Regions from separate parts of the Danio rerio genome. Here region 1 is linked to region 2. A link is a contact called in public HiChIP or PLAC-seq data. All regions are on one chromosome and are shown on one strand. Each heading gives the region's core, a stretch centred on a gene start, on an enhancer-like site or on the middle of the called end of the contact. The rest is flanking DNA. Distances are from core to core; before and after follow the strand shown.

Evidence for each region. HiChIP or PLAC-seq counts read pairs in DNA pulled down with a chosen protein or histone mark.
Region 1: an H3K4me3 HiChIP or PLAC-seq map of embryo shows a contact between it and region 2, with 2.6 times the contacts expected there. The contact joins the promoter of hhipl1 here to the promoter of sptlc2a in region 2. A contact is called at or near these places in 1 of 18 Hi-C or Micro-C datasets (fibroblasts) and 1 of 4 datasets of contacts at active chromatin or transcription factors (embryo).

Annotation. Positions count from the first base shown.
Region 1 is chr17:19,216,016-19,219,637 of GRCz12tu, forward strand. It overlaps hhipl1 (HHIP-like 1), which reads right to left and starts at 2,195. Exons shown (of 9, transcript NM_001327900.1): 1 at 1,850-2,195; 2 at 1-411. The coding sequence starts at 2,140. It also overlaps a transcript of ccdc85ca not described here.
Region 2 is chr17:19,071,526-19,075,183 of GRCz12tu, forward strand. It overlaps sptlc2a (serine palmitoyltransferase, long chain base subunit 2a), which reads left to right and starts at 1,632. Exons shown (of 12, transcript NM_001020619.2): 1 at 1,632-1,893. The coding sequence starts at 1,774.

The DNA of each region.
Region 1 (3,622 bases), core at 945-3,444, 150 kb after region 2:
AAGGTACACCCAGACCAGGCCAACTTGTTCGGCAACAAAAAACCTGTGTGTGCCATCATTGGCATGAACCATGGCAAGAGGATTTCTGAGTCCATTAGCTACCTCTTCCAAACATAACTGTAAACAGCCCTCAGAGTCTGCTGCAGTGCGGCCCAGATTTTTGTTCAAATGTTCATTACTCAGCAAATGAGGATAGCAGTAATCTGGGTCGTCCAGTTCTAAATACTGACAAAGCTTGCGTTGGTCATGCTCAAGTTCTGCAAGACGTGGATCGTCAGACAATAAGGTAAGAAAAGACCTGCACTTGGAATGGAATTGAGCGCAGTAGTCTGGACAGAGTCCAGGTATTGTCCGTAAAGGCGTACTGGGGTCTTCGGCATCAAACAAGTGAGCAGCATATGGAGAACATTCCTGAAGACAAACAGAGGGGGGATGGAACTGAATTGTGCCACTCTTAAACAATGTACTTGACTAGTCATGTCTGCCTTTCCACATGCAACACTCTGAAAGACCACAACCACTTAAACCTCAAGGTAGTGTTTACAGCAAACCACTCTGCATTGGGGTAGAAGTAACCCCAGAAGTCCCTATTTGACCCCCTATAGCTTAATTACGTAAGCTACCAGTTGCAAAACATAGACTCTATGTTAAGACTGTCTTTTAAAAAGACAAATGACTCAAGTAATGAATTCAAGACATTAACATAAACAATATTCCCTAAGATATCGCTCACATTGCAATGTCATTGAATGCAAAAATTAAAACAGTTACTAAATATAAAAAAAATATATATATTTCTACTAAAAACATTATCCTTTAAAAGTAGGTTTTTATGAAAAATGTTCCTTTCGTTGTGGTGATGATGAATACTTTGCTCCAAATGATGTCATCAGCGCAAGATACTACACTCTCAGAAATAAAGGTACGTGATCTGTCACTGGGGTGGTACCTTTACAAAAGGTACAAATTTGTACATAAAAGGTCCATATTAATACCTCAAGGGTATATATTAGTACCAAAAAAGTAAAAAAAAAAAAACCTGTGACAGCTCTCATAGCTTTATTTTTAAGATTGTACACTTATATATACATAGTTGAAGTAAGAATTATTTGCCCCCCTGTGTATTATTTTTTTCTAAATTTCTGTTTAACGGAGAGCAGATTTTTTTTCCTACATATTTCTTAACATAATGGTTTTAATAACTCATTTCAAATAACTGATTTATTTCATCTTTGCCATGATGACAGTAAATAATATTTGACTAGATATTTTTCAAGAAACTCCTATACAGCTAGTGACATTTAAAGGCTTAACTAGGTGAATTAGGTTTACTAGGCAAGATAGGGTAATTAGTGAAGTTATTGTATAACGATGGTTTATTCTGTAGAATAAGAAAAAAAACTTAGCTTAAAGGGGCTATTAATTTTGACCTTAAAATTATAAAAATAATAATAAAAAAACTGCTTTTATTCTAGCCGAAATAAAACAAATAAGACTTTCTCCAGAAGAAAAAAATATTATCCGACACACTGAAAATTTCCTTGCTATGTTAAACATCATGTTGGAAATATTTAAAAACGAAAAAGAAACCAAAGGGGATAGATAGATGTAGATATATAAATGCACATTTCAATATACTTTAGTTTCAGATTTTGTTAACAGTGGTCAAAATAGTGCCCTAGTGACGTCATTTGCCCTATTTCTGTGTTTCAGTTTGCAAGGCTGACAGTGTTGGACATCATTGTTGACTATTTATGGCTGCGGTACGTGTTGAGAGGCAGACATGCAACGGGTTGAGTACGTACATTACATAGAAAACGGAACACTTTGTGATTTAGACTGAACATACCTGACACAGCAGATCCTGCACGTACGAGGCACAGTTCGAATATCCATAATAATCAAAGTTATCCATTACCCGATAGTATTTTTTCATCAGTTCTTGGTCTCTTGCATAGTCACAGCATCCAAAGTTTTTATACATTTGACAAAACTGAAGCTCCTGTTGAGGCTGAAAGGGGGGTTTAAAATCCAAACATTGCGGATGCAGGATCGCAGGTGCGATCCAAAACGCAGACAAATAAAATAAAATAAACGGCGGTTGCCATATACGGCCAAAAACGTCGCAAAAATACCACATAACGCTCAAAGCCTGGCTGCCAACTTCAGATACATGGAAGTAAAAGTTATGCAAGAGGATAGTCTTCTCGACGCGTGTCCTCACTGACTTATGTAGTCGTGCACTTTGCCCTGATTTTAATGATCAACCATTACCAAACAAATTCACGTCCTATTTACTGTGTAGCGACCTTGCAAATCTAAAACTAAACCATCTCCTTCACATTTGACTTTCGAGACGTCATGTCTTACATCCTGAGCAGATGTGAGACACACATACAGGTCCAAGCCGCAATTCTCCGACTGTAATTCATGTCTAGCAAGCGTTGTTATGCGGCAGTTGCCATTAGAAACGACAAAAAAGCTTTCCGCGGGTTTTTGGGTTTTGTAACCCTTTAAGCTCATTTTTATAGACTCAAAACATGCTTTACATTCACGTAAAATGTTAACACGTGTCAAAACTTACGAATTTCAAAAGTCTTCAAAGAAGTAAATGAATGTCGGATTGCTTTAAAATATGGTTCAAAGTAGTTCACTGGAATGTGCTTTTTGGGTGCAGATACATTTATGAAAAGAGCATGGCAGCACTAATTTTAATAAGTTTTTATTGCATTAACATGACAATTTAAAGAGAAAATATGATTAATGTCTATTGTTATGATTATTGTTATTATTTTCTAGGCTACAAAACCCACTAATAATGAAAGCACAATGAGTCTGGGTAGCACACTGGCTATGAATGTACGGAAACTAAACGATAATCTTTCTTCCATCTGTTTTTGCTGTTATGCAATCAGTTTACCAGTAATATTTCAAAAACTTGGACATCCTCACTTTGTTCAGTTTATTTTTTATTCAGAACTCTTGTTTTGTTGAAAAATGGTTTCCTTATGTTTGATGTGCACAACTGATAATGGTAATGGTAATTTCAAACTGCATTTGTTAAATATATTCACTTCAATTTGATAAAATACTTTGGTCCAGATTTACTGACCTAATAGCCTAGATTGTGGAGTTTGTGTCCTTTTTTTAATGAGGACATATACAAGGAATGAAAGTAAAGTCAATCTCAGCAAATCAATGGCTTTGGATGCATACATTAAAAAAAAAAGAAAAAAAAAAGGACTTCAATAACAATAAATATACATGGTCAATGTCTGTTTACCCTTTAACTGCCCTACAAATAAAAATTTTTTGGATTGCATTTCTTAATAATAATAATAATAATAATAATAATAATAATAATAATAATAATAATAATAATAATAATAATAATAATAATTTCTTACATTTATATAGCGCTTTTCTAGACACTCACTTTACACAATGGGGGGAATCTCTTCATCCACCACCAGTGTGCAGCATCCTCCATAATGCGGCGGCAGCCATATTGCGCCAGACCGCACACCACACACCAGCTGATTGGTGGAGAGGAGACAGGGTGATGAAGTCAGTTATGATAAGGGGATGGTTAGGAGGCCATGATGGACAGAGGCCAGTGGGC
Region 2 (3,658 bases), core at 382-2,881:
ACTAGTTTTTGGACCGTTATTGTAATGGAGGCCAGCTAGTAGGTGCTGTGCAGGTAAACCTCACTCCTCTGACCTCTAAAGGTGCTCTAGCGATGGATGCTCGAGGCCATGGTCTTTAGCCTCCTTGTTAGAGCAACCGACTCCCATGCGGCAGGTCGCTGGTTTGATCCCAGTTTGGGGCGGGTTGGGTGGCGTAGGACCGGCGGGGAAAACAATGGTGCTGTGACCCGGATGGGAGTGAGGTTTAAGGGGGTGAGTGTAATGGAGGCCAGCTAGTAGGTGCTGTGCAGGTAAACCTCACTCCTCTGACCTCTAAAGGTGCTCTAGCGATAGACGCTAGAGGCCATGGTCTTTAGTCTCCTTGTTAGAGCAACCGACTCCCATGCGGACAGTCACCGGTACGATCCCAGTTTGGGGCGGGTTGGGTGGTGTAGGACCGGTGGGGTTACATTATCGATAGCTATTTTGTTAGATTAGCTCTAGATTTGGCTTCAGTACTGACTGATCAAATGAATATTCACAAATATTGTATAGCTTCCTATTAAAAATATGAATTTAAAAGATTGATTTGTGAGGGGTGTAGTTATATAGGCTGAGCACTACATACATACATACATACAGTTAAAGTCAAAATGATTAGCCGCCTTGAATTATTAGCCCTCCTATTTATTTTCTTTCCCCAATTTCTGTATAGCGAAAAGAAGCTTTTTTCCCAACACATTTCTAAACACAATAGTTTTAATAACTCATCTCTAATAACTTTTTTTTTATCTTTGCCCTGATGACAGTAAATATTTTTTACTGGATATTGTTTTAGACACTTCTATACAGCTTAAAGTGACATTTAAAGGCTTAACTAGGTTAATTAGGTTAACTAGGCAAGTTAGGATAATTAGGCAAGTTATTGTATAATGATGGTTTGTTCAGTAGTCCATCGAAAAAAAATATAGCTTAAAGGGGCTAATAATTTTGATCCTTAAATGATTTAAAAAAATTAATAACTGCTTTTATTCTAGCCGAAATAAAATAAATAAGATTTTCTCCAGAAGAAAAAACATATTATCAGACATACTGTGACCATTTTCTTGCTCTGTTAAACATAATTTAGGAAATATTTAGAAAAGAAAAAAAATCAAAGGGGGGCTAATAATTCTGACTTTAACTGTACATACATAGATACATACATACATACATACATACATACATACATACTTGTATACATGCATACATACATACATACCTTATTGTCATCTATTAACTTTTAAATACTCATACATGGAAAAGTTGCGTTACAGGAATATTAACAAAACAATAAAAAAAAGAGGAAACGGATGCAGTCTTGATCATGTCTATGAGATGCTGCTTCCTCGTGCTTTTGTAACCCAAGCGTAAAAGTGTTCGCAGATTATAGCTAATCAGATTTGATTTCAAGTTCAAGCATCAGTAGAGTATTTGAGCAATGCAGAGTCAGTCAGTTATTCAGACACAGGTGAAACACCCTGAGGTTATTAGAGTTCATTCCTCTCAGCAGCTGAAGCGCTCTCATCCGCCACGCCCTTTTATACACGAGTCACGCCCATGATCTCAACTCCACGCTCCGATTGGCTGGCGCGAGTAACGGGGCGTCGATTTCCGGTATGCGGAGGCTGGAATTTCAGGTTTCTCTCTTGTGGTGTTTGGGGTAGCGGGGACGCGCGTCGCCCTGAACGCGGCTCATTTCCATCTTTCCGTCTTCATGCATTTGATTGTATGTGTGTTTAGTCTTGGATAAGTATGACTGAAAGCGCGGGGACTAAAACTGAGGATTGTCATGCAGCCAATGGTGTGAAACCAGGAAGAAATGGCATGGTGAAGAACCATCATCACCATCTTCAGTATCAAAAGCAGGAGAAGGTGAGGCCACATCATCCGCTGAGATTTCTGAGTAGTGCACGTTTAATTTTCCACACTGCATGTGCGTTTTGTTGGAAGGTAATAATGGTGATGATGATGCATGGCATCATAAAGCAAACGGCAGCTGGTCTCAATACTGAATGGTGCTCCGTTAGTGCATGGCGTGCAGTTTCACTGTTTATGGCATGATCACATGTGGAAAAGTAAAGTTTGACAGACGGATGATATGCAGACTTTTTCCTCGTAATATCTTTTTATCAGCCCTATAAAATCAGATAAGATCCAGCTAATGATACTGCTACAAGTGGAAACTCAACTGTGTTTGTTGAACCAGAAAGTTAATATGCAACCTCATGCTGTCTTTGCGTTAATGCAAGGCAAATGCAATAAGAAGTCAAGATATTGGCAGCTTAACATCTTTTGTTTAGCACCCAGTACTTGGTGAATCTGTAAATATTGAAAGGGTGTGAATGAGTACTTAAAAATCATACTCGAGTTAAAGTACCTTTACTTGCCTTAAAATATAGTGCAAGTAGAGTAAAAGTATCTGTTGTCAATATTACTCAAAGTATGAGTAAGAAGTAGCCCCTTTTAAAGTACTCAAGAGTAGTGATTATTGAGTAATGCGCTGTGAAAAGCTGATATGTTTACATGCAATTTGTGCATGTGTGTAAACGTAACATTCTGTAGTGCATTTTGTGCAAGATTTCTGACATCTTCTTGGGCACTTAATGCTTCCAAGCGGTTTGCTGCATTTATAAAGCGCTCCTGTATAGGGATTTCATGATAACCGTTTTCAAGGTATACCGCCAATTGGAAAAAGTCAAGGTTTTGAAACCTCTACAATTTCCTGTAATACCAATCCTAAGGTATGAGTAAGATTTTTTTTATTTACATTTACATAAAAAACAACAACAACAACAACAACAACAGTATATCCAGCAGAAAATATATCCAAAGATGCCGTTTTAAATTTAAATCTGTGTTTTTGAAACTAATGAACAGCAGAATTTAATGATTCATTATCATTATTTAGCCTGACATGTTTACTGCTCCAAAAATTTTTAAATCTTTCACAAAATAAAATATATTGTGTTTAAAGGGCAAAAAGTAAAGTTTTTTTTAGACAGACATTTAAAAAAAAAAACATTTGCGCAGTAATTACAATACGGTGATGCTTTCTATGTGCAATTTGACTGGACAGAAATCGCACAACTAATTTTTATACTTCGCCAATCCTTACAGACAAGAATAAATAAAATAGTGTCTGCAGGTTGAAAGAAAGTGAAGTAAAAGTACCGATACAGCACTGAAGATGTACTCAAGGGAAAGTAAAAGTACACATTTTTAAAACTACAATTCCTCAGAAAAACTACTTAATTACAGTAATTTAAGTATTTGTAATTTGTTACTTTACACCACTGCCAATTATACTGTACAACAAAACAGAAGCAACAACTGAAGCAAATAACGCCTTTAGTTTTGACCAAACCAGGGATTAATTTGTAATATTTGCCTGTAGTAGTTTCTTTAAGTTAAACCAAATTTTTGTTTTGGTCATCATGACAAAGATTGAGTTTCTATTTGTATGCAGTGACTAACGTTTTTCCTCTTTTAAGATGTTGAAATCTTGTGAAATGACTCTCAGAGTTCTGGAGATGAAGTGCATGTGTTCATGTCGTCATATGAGAGGACAAACACTAAAAACAGTGTCACACCTGCTTTAAAATCTGTGTAAACAAAACATAATTCATTCACAGAGACA